2 separate regions of the Gossypium hirsutum genome follow, and region 1 is linked to region 2. Evidence: chromatin contacts called from public Hi-C data. All regions are on one chromosome and are shown on one strand. The core of a region is the stretch at or near the end of the contact, and the rest is flanking DNA. Distances in the headings are between cores, read along the strand shown. Region 1 holds the start of LOC121220119 (rhodanese-like domain-containing protein 14, chloroplastic). Region 2 holds the start of LOC107920342 (molybdate-anion transporter).

What was found. Hi-C and Micro-C count contacts between places; a contact is called where the count stands out from the background.
Region 1: a Hi-C map of hypocotyl shows a contact between it and region 2, with 2.9 times the contacts expected there. The contact joins the promoter of LOC121220119 here to the promoter of LOC107920342 in region 2. A contact is called at or near these places in 7 of 34 Hi-C or Micro-C datasets (callus, hypocotyl, leaf and 1 more).

What each region holds. Positions count from the first base shown.
Region 1 is chrD08:34,317,769-34,322,005 of Gossypium_hirsutum_v2.1, forward strand. LOC121220119 (rhodanese-like domain-containing protein 14, chloroplastic) reads left to right here and starts at 1,942. Exons shown (of 6, transcript XM_041099307.1): 1 at 1,942-2,706; 2 at 2,836-2,882; 3 at 3,186-3,278; 4 at 3,367-3,505; 5 at 3,598-3,700; 6 at 4,012-4,237. The coding sequence starts at 2,487. The coding sequence ends at 4,126. LOC121220120 (a long non-coding RNA gene) reads right to left here and starts at 2,924. Exons shown (of 2, transcript XR_005917301.1): 1 at 2,798-2,924; 2 at 2,432-2,691.
Region 2 is chrD08:34,099,537-34,103,772 of Gossypium_hirsutum_v2.1, forward strand. LOC107920342 (molybdate-anion transporter) reads right to left here and starts at 1,560. Exons shown (of 8, transcript XM_016850007.2): 1 at 1,167-1,560; 2 at 100-244; 3 at 1-4. The coding sequence starts at 1,317.

The DNA of each region.
Region 1 (4,237 bases), core at 692-3,191, 220 kb after region 2:
AGAGTAGTCGGGATGACCAAAATCTTGTCGTCGTGACAAGAGGCCCTTCCTAGATCACGTTGCAATGAGGTAAGTCGTGTGGTCATAACTTGGCACACTGAGTGTTTAAGTCTTGTTTTGTTAACTTTGCAATTTAGTCCAACACATTTTAAATTAAATTGGAGTCCAAAAACACTATGAAATGCTTTGAAAATTTTCACACTAATGATTTAGATGTTAAATTGCGTAATTCTTAAAATGATTTTGAAATATGGTTATTTTGTACATTTTGTTTTTTTTACGATGTAGTCCCTAAAGCTTAGGTTTTAAAATTAGATAAAAAAAATATTAACCGTTATAAACTTATTCTTTCAAATAATGAATTTAATAAAACCCTAGAATAAAAAGGTCCCCTAATTTGTTGTTTTATAAGTGTTATCTTATGTTGAATGTAAAAAGAAAAAAATACCCTTGGATGTCGTTTGAATGTTTTGTTAGCTAAAAATATATATAAAAAAAAAAGAATGTTTTGTTAGCTAAAAATATATAATAAAAAAAAGAGAATGTTTTGTTAATTAGGATTCATTTGTTTATCTTTGTTTACTTTTTGTTGGTTATGCATGATTATGTTGTGATGCCAATGGTGGTCTGTAGTGTGGTCACGTAAATGACAAATGTGCCGTTTCGGATTCGAGTTGGACCGTCCCAACCGAATTTTTGGCACCGCAAATGATGGAGAATTGGAAGGTGAGACAAGGAGTAATACAATCAATCAACCCAAAGTTGACAAGAAATGAGATGAGTGAACCCATTTTTTTTTCTTCTAGCAAGCTATGAGTTGAGCTCCACAAGATCTAATTGATTATTAATTCTAGGAAGGGATAGCAAAGGGCAAAGGGAAGTGGGTTGATTGCTGCGAGAAATTGCAATCTTTAAAATACATATCTGGATGGGACACAAAGACTAAGTTAGAAACTATTTTTAGGGATCATAAATAAATTATATTTTTTTTAAAGTTAAAATGTAATTTTATTATTGTATTAATTTATATCTTTAAAATGTTTAAAAGATTAAATTAAAATTTTATTATCTTCAACATGAAAATGGAATTTTATGGTTTACTCATTTATATTTTATAAAATATAAAAGACTAATGTAATAATTTTTCATTTTAGGGACCTCTACCCCTATGTCATAGTGCAACCTTGTAGTAGGGGTGTTCATTCGGTTAACCGACCCGAAATAATATTAACAAAATTAACCGACCTTTCAAAATTTTTAACCGTTAACCGAACCAAAATTTTTTCAAAAAAAATTAACCGAACCGAAATTTTTTCGGTTAATTTGGTCGGTTAACCGAATTAACCGAAAATTATATATTTTTTATTTTTGGTTAAAAATTAACTGAATTACCCGAATTAACCGAATTACCCGAATTAACCGAATTAACCGAATTGAATCACTACATAATTAAATTATTTTTAGACTTTTAGACTTTAGTTTTAGTTTTAGAATTTTATTTTTATTTATTAAATTATTTGTAATTTTTATGATTGGGTTGGGTAATTGGGTTGGGTTGAATACTTGGGTTTGGATTGGGTTTAGGTGAATAGTGGGCCTATTTATATATTATAATTTTATTTATTAATTTTTTTGATTAAACCGAAAAAATTCGGTTAACCGACTGGTTTCGAACCGAATTAACCGTTAACCGAAAAATTAAAAAATAATTAACCGACCCCGACCAAAAAAATTTGGTTAACCAACCGATTAACCGAATTCGGTTGGTTAACCGAATTTTTTCGGTTGTACCCGAATTTTGCACACCCCTACCTTGTAGTGTCATGATAGGGTAGGATGTCAAGGGGCCATTCATATATAGGGCAATGGCAAAGGATAGGGAAACCTGAGGAAGGGTAAATCTTTTGTATTTAAGAAAGTTTCTTCATTTCAAACATATTTACGTTTTCTGATAGTGTTTCTATAAAAACGTTTTAGCATTTTATAAGGATGGACAGTCTATAGCGGTTGGGCTGAACCACCAGTTATGACTATTGAGATTATTAACCGAGTTGAGTGGGAGCCTCCATCCAAATGTCTCACAAACTTACAACCGAGTGAACAAAGTTGTGTTTATGACACCCTGTCAACTCCTTTCGTGGCGCTCCTGAGGCTGATGGTAGGCAGGTTCTAAGCTAAGGCCCTAATACTGAAAATTAGTAATAGCATCTATATTCTACAGTAACTGAAGATAGGCCAAGCCAACTTGGCTCTCTGTGGATGACAGAAATCCAACTGTGACAAACACCTTAACACATGAACCACAAACTCAGATTTTTCAACCAAAAAAAATATCCAGAATGAATGGCCCACTTCTAAAGCAAGCATCCAACAATCTCTTTGAAACAACATGAAAATGACAAAAACACAAGCCCATTTCATATAAAACTCCCTCAATCACCCAACTCCTTTAGTAGCAACTGATCTTTTCTGCGATTCAGAAGAAAATGGCTGCACTCACTTCAATTACCCCCAACCCAGCTTCATCCTCTTCAGTATACTCCAATTTCAGGACCTCTCCATTGACTCTCTCTTCCCAGATTATTGCAGACTGTTCTTGCCTTTTGAGTGTAAGATCAGGTCTAGCATCAAGGCAAAGACTGGCTTCCCGGAATCGGCGGTGCCTAATTATCCGAAGTGCAGCAACAAAGCCTGCAAAATCACCAGGTACCACTACTGTTGTAGTCCAACCTTAATTTAATCATAAGATGAATGGTCGATTGAACCTCAGGCTCAGGAACAAAACAAATTGGCTGACCTGATTTTGATTTTCTTCTCTTCTTTTGGAGGGATTAGCTGAAGAAGATTGGAAGGTCAAGAGGGAACTTCTCTTGGAGAAAAGGGTATTCCATCTTCCACTCTCATGCTTAAGTACACATTTTGATGCTGCATACATACTTGGAAAATTTAAAATCGTCACTCTCACCGGTTGATACAACAAACAACCCGTTCCCCTTATAAGTTGCTACCTAATGATTCTATATTTAGAGGATGGAAGTAAAAAGCTAGAAATATTTATAAATACCATCAAATATCATGAATTGAGAAGAAGAATCCCCTAAGGGGGGATAAAGCTCCTGTACACAGGTGAGTGTCTGTAAGGATGACAACGCAAGCATAACAACAGGATTACCCTTTGCTTGCAGGTAAGAAGTGTGGATGCAAAGGAAGCTTTTCGCCTTCAAAAAGAGAATAACTTTGTGATTCTCGATGTACGTCCTGAAGCAGAATTTAAAGAGGTCAGTCGGTTCATTACAACAGGAAAATAATCAGTCACGAAAGGGGCGTTTCAGTTAATGCTGCTAAATTTGATGCCTTTTGATGCAGGCTCATCCAGCAGGTGCTGTTAATATTCAGATATATAGGCTTATAAAGGAGTGGACGGCATGGGATATCGCCAGGCGTGCAGCATTTGCATTTTTTGGCATATTTTCCGGCACAGAAGAGAACCCTGAGTTTATGCAAAGTAGAATCAAGTTCCCTATTTTTCTTCTATTGTCCACCACCATTTCCTACTTAGCAGTTACAAAAGGAACTAACTGTTTGTTATCTAAGCAGGTGTAGAATCAAATTTTGGCAAGGACGCAAAGATAATAGTGGCGTGCACAACTGGGGGTACAATGAAGCCATCCCAAAATCTACCTGAAGGTCAACAATCCAGGTATTTACAGCATTTTGATTTTATACAAGCTTATAGCATGCATTATAGGCCTAATTAGAAATTACAAGCTTAATGTAGTTCAAATCTGATAGCTAGGTGTGGTGCTTAAATGAGAAGTAGATAGGATTAAACTAGTAACTAAACAAACCATCGACATTGATTAAAAGTGAAGCTCAAAAGGCCTAATTAGTAATTAGTAGTTGATGTTTGATGATTTTTCATTTCCCCTCAATCTAAGCAATTAAAGTTATTTATTTGCTGAACTTTTTGTCAACTAGAAGATACAAGTGCTTGCTTTTGAATCCTTGCAGATCACTCATAGCGGCTTACTTGCTTGTGCTCAATGGGTACAAAAATGTTTTCCATTTAGAAGGGGGTCTTTATACATGGTTCAAAGAAGGACTGCCATCAGAATCTGAAGAATGATATATCAAATGATTAGATGGTGCTTCCATCGAAGCTCAAATTTTGTCCTTAAGACTGATTTCTACCATTTTCCTTTAGGTTTTGAATGTGATCTCTTTTAGGCATTTTAAT
Region 2 (4,236 bases), core at 310-2,809:
GCCCCTGAATTGAAAAAATGAAGGTATTTTTGTATCATGACAAGAAACTTCATCCATAAAGCACAATATATCACAACAGAAGCCAAAGTAAAAGCTTACTGTTTGTCAGCTAGAGATCCAACAATTGTCCCAAACAACATGGAAGAGCCAAAACCAGCAATAAAAAGCTGTCCGATCTCCCCTTTTCCAAATCCATATGTACTGTACAGATAGTAAACATATGGACCCTGAAGCCAGTCTCCAGCTATTGACACATAACCATTTATTAGAACAGCAAGCTAGAATATGCCCAATTACCACAATATAAGAATGTTAATCTTTCACAATTACCAGAAAAAATAACTACAGATACGATCATACCTCAGAACAAATGTCGTGCATTACACTAATGAAGCTACATGTTTATTATGCATATTAATCAAAGAAAGACTTGCTAAAGTGCTAACCTTTTTTTTTTTTCACGGCATTTTCAAATGCTAGCTTAACAGCAAATTTTGATACAATAAGTCAAATTACTGACCAGTTGCATCCCAAGGAGACAACTAGAAAGCGCCATCACTCCTTCTATTACCAAGAAACTAATTCAAGGGTTTAATGCAACTTTATTTAGCTTTCAGCTAGTTTTACTATCTAAGGAAAAAAATCTTAATGGGGCAGACTAAACTCGGCAGAAGTAGACTTTACTCAAGCTCCAAGAAAATAGACTTAATTCTCAATTTTTTTTTCAAGACCATCATCAATAAGAGGGCCTAGAACCCAAGCAATAGCGACCTGTCTCAGACCCACCGAAAAAAAAACCAAATCCATCGTCTCAACCAGAAAACAGAAACGGACTAAAAATCGACATACAACTTATAGGAAGTCATTTTCAAGTACTAATTCCTTGTCTTTTACAAGCTAAATCAAATGAATGAATCCCGTTTTCCATTTCCAAAGCAAATAGAAACAGTATTGTTCAAAGTAGTCATTAATGACAAGAACATTATCCACCAAAACGGGAAAAAATAACAAAAACTAGCAAATCTAGGAAATGGGTATCTAAATTCATTAAAAAAGTCCAACAATAGATCAGATCCATGTTAATGTAAAACAAAAAAAAAAAGTGAGATCCAAAGATAGAAATGGAAATCAGATCTGGGTAAAACGAAACGAGGGTAGTTAGTTACCCATCATGAGAGAGTAGACAAGAAGGTAATTGTTCTTGAAGGAATTGAAAGCAGGGGACGTGTTGGTTCGGTCCTTGCTGGTCTTGCTTAGCTCTAATGCGGCCACCACCGCTCCCAATGCCCCGAACACGACGAAGTAGAACAGCTCCATTGCTGCTGCCTGGCCCTCCAACGCAAATTACTAAGAGAGATATGAGATATACCCAGCAAGAAAAAATGATGGATATTGGGTTTCTATTTCCTGCACATGCCTCTGCTTCAGTGGCTTCTTTTTGGAGTGTCCTTAGTTGTTGTACATTTGATTTAATCATTAAAAAGAGTGAGGTACAATGACGAGTGCGTGGTGGGAGAACTTGTGAGGATGAGTAAATATTAGATGAAAACCGCGAAAGACGAGCTTTTAACATTTGGGTCACTTTTTAGGTGGACTTTTTGGTTTTAGGTCCGACACGTGGCGGGATTGGGTTGTCTCATATGAAGAGTAACAAGGAGGACATGTCGGTGGGTTAAGATCTATGGACAACGCGTCTTGGATCTTCAACGAGGATCAAATGAAGTGGGCCCCTTCTGTGGGCCCTTGGATCACATTGTGGGGTGAAGATATTTATTTTAGTATTTTTTTATAGATAACATAATTAAATTTTTATTAATAAAAAATAATAAATGTTGATATATAAAATTATTACCTAATAATATATCTCCATGCATTTTTGAAAAACATAATATTTTAGGTTTCACAAATCTTACATTATTTATGTAGATTGATACATTTCTAACTTTATATTGAATTATGGTTTCATTACTAGCTTTTATTGGATGTTTCATAGGTTCCTATTTTTCTAAAAGAATGACATTTTTTCTACAACTATTAGTTGTAGCTCTAGTATCTAATAAAGCATGTAAATAATATATTTTAAATTCTTTAAATTGAAGTGTAATTTCAATATATGTGTAATATTTCCTAGACTGGAAATTTGAAAATATAATTACATCACTTATTCCAAGTTTCATTTGTTGGATTATTATCGAAGTTTGTATTTCTTTCATTCTAGTGTTTCTAGAAAATACAGAGTTTCTACTTGGTTCTGTGGGAAAAATAGGAATTGAACTGTTTTCATTCTTATCGGTGTTGAAGATATAAAACTTCTACTTGGGTTTTCCTCATCTTCCTCTATTTGAGTATTTAAGGGTAAAACCAAATTATCATTTGTATTTGTTATAGCTGTATTTTTAAAATATAATTTATCACCGAACGACATATATTCTATTGTACTTACGGGTTTAGAAGTACTTGCACTACTTATCCTATCTATTATCCAATCTCTAGGTATTGATAAATCTCTTAAATGCAATAAGTAGATATGTAGTTTCTTGATCTTTTTTATCAGTATATCCACAAAATTCTATTTTTAGAATAAAAGTTAACTTTTTTAATAAATTTCTAGGAGTTTCAATCTAGTTGATTAACTGCCCTTTCTGTTCTCTTCCTTTTTCTGATTCTTCCCATCTTCTTAAGAATTGTAAAACATCTCCTTGAAATGTTCCAACAAAGTAGTTTAAAATTTTTTCTTTTGACCACATGTTGTTGTTAACAACTATAGTCATAGATTGTGCCCAATCATCTATGGTTTTTTCATAGTTTGCTATAGGAATATTAGTTAGATCTAAATATATTCCTCCTTGGGCAACATTTCTTTTGTTTAAATCATCTATTCTATGTGGGACTGGTTGAGTAGATGATTCTCCTAAATTCTAAAATTTTATTTCATTAGTAGCAATATTTTCAGTTTGATTACCAAAAATCCTACTTGTATTTTCAACTTGTAAATAGTTTTTATGAAAATATCTTAAATAATCATCTTTTTGAAGATCCGGCTCTATTTTTCTTTTTCCATGAGGATTATAATTTGTTTGATCAGTATCCATTGGTTTTGGTATTTCTATATTTTCTTCTTCATCTGTTGAAGTATTTTCTTCATCAGATTTGTAACTTGTAACATTTATGTCTTCTAAGTTTATAGAATTATCAGAATTATTAGAACTACTACTACTGTCTGTAGTGTCATAGTTTAACATATAATGATAATTAAATAATGTAAATAGATCTTTATGTTTATCATAGAGTTGTTCTATTAGTTTTAGATATTATATTCTTTCATTTTTATCAGAAGTCTTAGTAAATTTATTACATTTAACCATATCTTATATTTAGATATTTTATAAATTTCTTATTTAGAAATATAATTTTTATTAATTTTTTCTATCATTTCATCAGAAAAATCTTTTTCTTCTCCGATTATATTTCCTAATTTTATATCTTGTTGTTCATTTTTAGGAATTTCTTCTAACTGATTATTAGAGTTGTTTCCTGTATTAAACATAAAAATATATTCTTCTTCATTTGTAACAGAATCTATTTCTGATATTAATTCATATAATATTTACTCAAGATTTATTTACTCTTCTGAACATATTTCTAAATCTTGTTCTTTAGGTGTTTTAATTATTTTTCTTGCACTTTTCCTTTATTAGGACAATTTGGTGTTATATGTCCTTCTTCATCACATATAAAATACTTACATTTTTGTTTTTTAGGATTTTTAGAAGTTTTTCTTCTAATAAATCTTTTCTATTTATTTTCATCAAAAAAAAATCTTTTCTATTTATTATAACAAGAATTTTTCTTATTTCCCGGTTTCCATTTGACTAGCTTATATCTTATATTTTTCTTTTTATGTTTTTTGTAAGTATTCGGACGTACTGATTTACATCCAAATTCTCATTCATTTTCTAGACTTTTTGTATAATGCTTATTACTTAATTTATGCTTAACTTGTTTAGAGGCCTTACTTTATAAACAATGCATAGTTATTCTTTCTTTAGGAAAATTAATTCTATTTCCTATAGAATCTATACTTTTTGATTCTACACCAGCTATTTTACTATGCTTTTCTAAATAAGAATCGTACTTTTTTATACAAATCTCATCCCTGGTAGTGGTAATTTATGAAATATTGGTTTTTTTAGAAATTTATATTTATATTTTTTAGTTTTTGATATTCATGAAGAA